2 separate regions of the Gasterosteus aculeatus genome follow, and region 2 is linked to region 1. Evidence: chromatin contacts called from public Hi-C data. All regions are on one chromosome and are shown on one strand. Each heading gives the region's core, a stretch centred on a gene start, on an enhancer-like site or on the middle of the called end of the contact. The rest is flanking DNA. Distances are from core to core; before and after follow the strand shown.

The links. Hi-C and Micro-C count contacts between places; a contact is called where the count stands out from the background.
Region 2: a Hi-C map of skeletal muscle shows a contact between it and region 1, with 4 times the contacts expected there. The contact joins the promoter of azi2 here to the enhancer-like site in region 1. A contact is called at or near these places in 5 of 6 Hi-C or Micro-C datasets (liver, skeletal muscle, tail fin and 1 more).

Annotation. Positions count from the first base shown.
Region 1 is chr20:13,949,050-13,952,373 of fGasAcu3.hap1.1, reverse strand. It overlaps LOC120811217 (RNA-binding motif, single-stranded-interacting protein 3), which reads left to right. Exons shown (of 14, transcript XM_040166460.2): 9 at 436-532; 10 at 1,311-1,361. Among protein-coding and RNA genes, the nearest start is that of entpd3, 17 kb to the right of the region's middle. Within about 2 kb of position 1,648, at least 1 of the 9 cell types and tissues checked has open chromatin away from gene starts, as enhancers often do.
Region 2 is chr20:14,069,501-14,072,824 of fGasAcu3.hap1.1, reverse strand. azi2 (5-azacytidine induced 2) reads right to left here and starts at 1,668. Exons shown (of 8, transcript XM_040166462.2): 1 at 1,447-1,668. LOC144389463 reads left to right here and starts at 1,660. Exons shown (of 3, transcript XM_078094167.1): 1 at 1,660-3,006. The coding sequence starts at 2,958.

The DNA of each region.
Region 1 (3,324 bases), core at 399-2,898:
TAGGGGGCAAGACAGAAATATTTCACCCACTCACACATTAAGGCGATAATTCATTATCATGCATAGCAGACTCCTTAGTAACATGGTGTTTGCTCCGGTGAGTGTCAAGTCTAATTCAAAGACGACTTTGATGGTGAGGCACAGAACGAGGCTGCAATATGTTATTGTTTCCATGACAGCCTTGATGATGTCTGATACATTTTGTCAGTGATGTCTTGAAGTGCACTTTGTGGTTGAAAACAAAGACGTACCAAAGGCTCATTTTCACCTTTGCATGTGGCTACATGTGAAGAGCTAAAAAGAGCTGTATGGGCGGAGGAGCCTCTTGATTGACGCCACATTTACGTCCTGTCAACATGCTCTTGGTTCTGCTTTACCCTGCTGGGCAGTTGAGCAATTTTTCATAATGTAACACGTTTCTTTTTCGCTGCACAGGTTTTACTCGTCACCTTACAGCATCTCCACCAATCGGATGATTGCACAGACTTCGATCACACCCTTCATCGCTGCTTCGCCTGTCTCCACATATCAGGTGTGTGGACCCCTCTCACAAGTTTTGCTGGCCGGAAGGACTCCAGATAAGCTAAATAAGTGAATATGGGGTTGCGTATTTAGAATAATAAGTGATGGTTTCATTGTGTTGCTTTTTTCTTCCAAATTCCGGGTACTTGGTTAAACTGTTACGTCTTCTTCTAGTCACTTCTACAAAACACAAGTTCAATTTTCAGCCATACATTTTGCCGTTGCTAAACCTCTCTGTCCAGGCCACAGATTTAACTGAGCATTCAATGATCAAAGCGGACTTTGATGATGAAACCTCCGCTGCGAAGCAGTAATTATTAGACTTTATTGCTCGCTGTGGCCTTTATATCCTCTTATAATTGCAGAATAACATGCTGTATAGTGGACCCTCAGTTAGGGATGTAATATCCGTTAGGACACGCTGCTGCAGGTACTGAGGCTCTGAAATATGCTTGTAAAGACCAGAGCTAATGATTCATCTTTGTCTCCTCTCCTCTGTGTTTTTCTCATTATGGCTTTGCCATGCTGCCTTCCAATTCACCTTCTTTATGTTTTCTCTTTTTCAATTCTTTAACCACTTACAACTATATTTATAATTTCCTCCCTTCTGTATCCGCCTACTCATCCCCATCCTCTTCATTTTCTCTTATTTATTTATATTTCAACACTCAATCTTTTTCTGTTTCCTCTATCATTTCTGATTTAATTGTCATCACCGGTACATGCAACATTGGTGCATGTTGTCATTTCCTGCCGTTGCTTCTCCCTGCGTCCTCTCATCACCTCAGGTCCAGAGTACATCGTGGATGCCACATCAACAGTATGTAATGCAACCTACAGTAAGTTTTTAAGACCGCTCTATTTTTTGTTCTTATGTCATGTAAAGCATAGACATTTATTGGATCGTTCCAATTGTGACTGTACGCAGTTTTTGTTATTTTTCATTTGTTTCCCGTATGTCAATGCAAAAGATGAAGCAAGTAACGGAAAATGATCCAAATAACAAAACAGAAACAAAACAGCTTCCCCACAAGTGCGGCACGTGACAGCCAAACCCATATCAGTGCTGAAAAAAAAGAGTAAGCCCTGCATGCGAGTCTTACCCTGCTGAATCAGCCGGTGCACGACCTCCTTTAACAGCAGAGCTCAGCGGAGTTTGTAATCCACAATAGAAGGTTGCTCCCTGCTGGTTTGAAATGAGACTGCAGATACAAAGCTGACTTCCAAAGGTGTGGTTGATCGAAATGTTATACTGATATTAAAGTGGATATTAACGTAAACAGTGATGCACACACATATTCCACATAATTGTCAGAAGAAGAGAGGCACATCGTTGCCTCGCATGCGTAATACCTTGTTGGTTTTTTCAAAGCGCAGCAGGTTTAATGAATAAGGAAATCACAGATTCATATTGGAACCACACCATTACCCTGAAAGGCTTCAGATAAACGGTAAACCGTAATCACCTCTTAAAGATTTATTCATCAGCAGTTTACAGTTTCACTGGCTCTGCTCGTCTACAGTGCAGTTCAATAAACTGTTTTTTTTACTAGCCTGTAAACTCATGTGATTTAACTACACGCCTGCCCTGAAAAGTGGCGTGAATAGATTAGATTAGATTAGATTCTCCGTGTGAAAAATATTTCCATCATCGGAGAAGTGATGAAGTACAATGAGGACATCCGTGTTATTAGTGTGTTAATCAGATTTCAGACACGCCACGTCATGTGGACACCCAGGACACCCCATGACGACGCTGGCTCCTCCGGACTTTTCTGGCTCGCTCCTTTCCAATAGATATGTGTCTAAAAAGAATGATCTGTCGTCCAGATTTCTATCTTACCAGCAGGGTTTTGGAAACATCTGCCGACTATATTCCTGCAAAATTCAGTAATGCTCCATTGAAACTGTGACGATAGTTAGAAGCAGCACAGATATGTTATCTCAGGCAGGAACTGAGGGATTCCAGCAACCATCGTCATATATTGTTAAATTAGTTCAAAATTCTATTGTCCTCCTCTCTACAGTTCTCGTTTCCTTCCTCTTTGTGTCCGTGCTCTAACTCCTAAAAATATTCTGTTGTCATGTCTAATTAAAATTATGTCCGTGAGAGAAAATAATCCCCTTCTCTAAATGTGTTTTCAATCAAGTGTCCCTTCTAATTGTTTGGTCGAGCCGCTTGATAAGGCCGCAAAAGACTCGGGGGAAGACGGAGCGACATAAGGAGCAAAAGACGGAATGAGGGACAGGAAGAAGAAAAAAGTAGCTGTAGAGAACATTTGACAGAGTGGGGACAGGAAGGTAGAAGCAGGCACAGGGAAAGGAGAGGACAGAATACGTTGAGAACAAAGAAAAGAAAACAACTGCTGCAGAGGCATGTCTGGGCTGTGCGCGCCTGCTCCCCAGTATTGTCTCGGCGTCGTCAAAATCCCCGTTAAGACAACAAAGGCGACGGCTAGTCATTGTGTTTCTTGGAACCAGAGGAATTAAAGCTGTGTCAGGGAGACGGACTCAGGGAGACGGGCTGAGAGAAACACAGCGGCTTAATTCTGTTCCCATCGTAGCAGAGGCTCCCTCACTGCTGGGCCTCAGTTAGTGACTGCTAACTTTGATTAATGTGCGACACAGTGAAGCTGTTGCACGCAATAACGCCTCTGCTAATCACTCAGTCACGCCATCTTCGTGACTCGCGGCATTCCGCGAGTCAATTTCATCTGTTTACAGAAAAAATGAAAAATGAAATGCATGAAAAAGAAGGGGAGGAGAAGAAAAGAGGAGGGATTGAGTGAGCAAGAGAAGGAG
Region 2 (3,324 bases), core at 419-2,918, 120 kb before region 1:
ATTGGAAAGTAAAGTGGTGACATTCAAATTAATGAAGTGTAAAGAGCTGTAAACAATACGTCAAGTACATAACTCAAGGCTGAGCAACAGGGATTAATACATATGTTGCAAATGGTAATTGTGACTAATAGACAAAGTTCAACTCAAATTTGACAGGGTTTACATATTGTAAACCTTTAAGGTTGTCCTTATTATTGTTAAAGTAATTGTCTTACTTGCTCTTCTAATGTTTGTTCAACTGCTTTGTTTTGTTTCATCACCACTTCCTAAAACAGTTAATAAAAAGGTCTGGAGTTGATGCATTTGTGACTATACTGGTTGAGACAACCAGCATCAAGCCACATATGGATGACCTCAGGCCCACCTTACAGTAACGTGTCTTTTGTGTCCATATACCTGCTGTTATGAGACATTTCAAGCTTTGCAATTTGTGATATCTGGGACATTTGTGGCATCCGTAGTTTAGTCACATTGCCTTGGATCAATGGTTGCTTGCCCTATATAAAAAAACAATACTGTCCATACAAAAACAATCTATTTCTGGAAAAAATATTCCCTAAAGTTATAAACGCAAATACTACACTTTGATTGGACACAGTTACAGAGGAGAAGCTAGAGACTCACACTGACACAGATCAATTGACTCTCAGTAAGAACGAAGTCCAGGCAAGCTACTTGAGACAGACAGACTGGTAAAGTTAACCGACCAAACCCTCCTTGATCTCCTTTGTTCAGAGTACCAGCTTGGCAGGAGAGGCGGTGCAGCTACCGCTGGTCGATGATGTCAGCATGCAATGATGCAGCAAACACCGAAGAGCCAAGTTTTTAACCGTAAGGGCCGAATGTCAGCAAAAAGTAAGTTTCAGGAGGAGGATTGGACGGATGCTTCAAGATCTGAGGCAATGGCTTCGAACCAACCACAAAATAAACGCAGGGGCACTGACTGTAAATGACGACTTGAGAAACTAGGTCTAAAATTGAAAGTGACCCCAGCAAGTTAAAACGAAAGTCAACATGTAACCAAAATAAGACACGGAGAGGAACGTCATCGCGTTACCCGCACATCGATCACATACAAGAGCTAACGGCTAACCGGGACGTGAAAGCAACGAAGATACCGTATTTCCTTTAAGGATGCAAAGCAGCCATAATTGGGTTGTAAACATTGACTGACACTCGTTTCTATGCGATGCTAACGTTATAGTGTTAGCTTCCGTTAGCTCTGTTGACAACCGACTAAACAGGAGGCAGTTCTAAAATTGGTTTCAGAATGAATAATAACGCACAGTCACGTGGAGATGTATGCAATATGGATCGATCATTTCCGTCATTACATTGATCAAACAGTTGATGATAACGGTTAGCTAACGTTAGCTCTTTGCTAACGTCTTCTGACGAGGTGAAGCAAAAGCAGTCGATTATTTTCCCATCTCAACTGTCACCAACCGTTTTAGATGCTCTCCTCAATTGTGTGTCAGTTGGCCACACAAGATTATCATTTATTCTTGAAAGAAGAAGACCTTTCTCCCGGGGGAAAACAAAGAAACGAAGCTGGACTCTCGCACCGTGTCAGAACTGACAGGTGAGGAAACCAAAACTTCCGGGTGTCACTTGACTGTTAAAGTCCTTTCAAAATAAACGCACGATGTAAATGAGAGTAATATTAAGCGTGGCATAATCAGCAATAACACGTTAGGGAAGAAGCTGCAATGACAACATGTGAAATAGGAGCTAGTTCTGCTGAATTAATACAACAGTTGAATAGTTTCACCTTCCGAGGAGTATGAGCCGACTTAATTACAATTGACGTTACATTGTTTTATGTAGGCAACGTACAGCGTGTCTAATCGAGTTTGACGTCACGTCCTTATTAAGGGGCCAGGGGTCAAAGGGTCATCAAATCTCAATAGCCATCATTATTTGGTAACGTATGTATCTTGTCTCAGATGCGCCCATTAAGTAAAATAAAAATAAATAGTAACGTTATAATTTAATAATGTAAAGTGATTTACATTTTAACGGTTTAACGTGCTACCTAAAGCTAATTGTTAACTTGACCGTTGACGTTATAATGATAACATTAGCTCATGCTAGCTAACGTTTATTAACTTTTACGAACTTCGCCAGTATTTTCTCACATGCTTTGCTAAGATACGGTAAGGTCACTTCAGCTGACACTGCTCAAATACAAATTTAATTTATTTCTTATCGGCTAAGAAAAAAAGGAAACAATATTTTTTTTCCTGCTGTCGTTTCTGCGCTGGGAGGTATAGCAATGTCTAGCTAGCTAGCTAGCTAGAGTTAATTGTTAATTTCAATCACCAAACGGTTGCTAGATTTGATGAAAATTGTTAAGCTACAGCTTATTTCAATCATTAATTAATAATGATGTGACTGAACATTCCAACACTATAAGTGCGTTCCCGGTGTCACATTCAGCAGCCTGTCTTGGATAAATTAAGTTCCGTCAGAACTGGCTAATGAGTTGACATAATGTTCTTAACACTAATAAAACATTCAAATTTCTCTCATAGTAACTAACTTATAGCATTAGGTCTCGTAAATAGCCCGATTAAAATGGAATGCCACGCAGATGCCCAAACATAGTCCAAACAGCTATATGGTCAACCTGTAATAACTATTTTAATATTGATATTTGTATTTAACGGAAAAATTACGTTTTTAAAGAAAGCAACAAATAATACTAAAGCTCTGTGCTTTCATAAAATACCACTTGTTTTTATGATTTCTAACGTTGGTCTTACTCTACAGTATTTTTGAGGTGTATTCCACCCACGATAGTCACTGCTTTTAGAACGTGCATTTTCCATTCATTATTTTGCCAAATAATTCCTAAATGTGTAATATAAATCCCTTCAAAAGGCATAGCAGTCCAAGAACGTGGGAAATACAAACCCTGTGACTTGGCTTTGGAGGAACCTGCAAAGATCGGTGACATGACATGTGAAGAGGAGCCTAAGACCTGCATGTTAAAGACTCGCGGGTGTAAGTCCACCACTTGTATATGTCTGTTTTTACAGCATGAGTAAAAAGGCTTTTCAATCAAAGTTTAAAGTTCTTTTTTTATTTCCAGACTGATAGATTCTCAAAATGTATTAGTTTTCTGAAGTTCAGTGTATTGCCGTGGTCAGGCTTAAAATTGCATATAAATAACGCTGCGCTCGTCCTATCTGCTAAGGTGTAATTTATTTCTCTAAAAGCTGCCCATCCAGATTTAATCTTCTAAATAAGCACATGTGTTATAGTCAGTCCAACCCTTCCGGAATAAGGCAACAGGCATTGCATTGCATTGCATTGCAAACA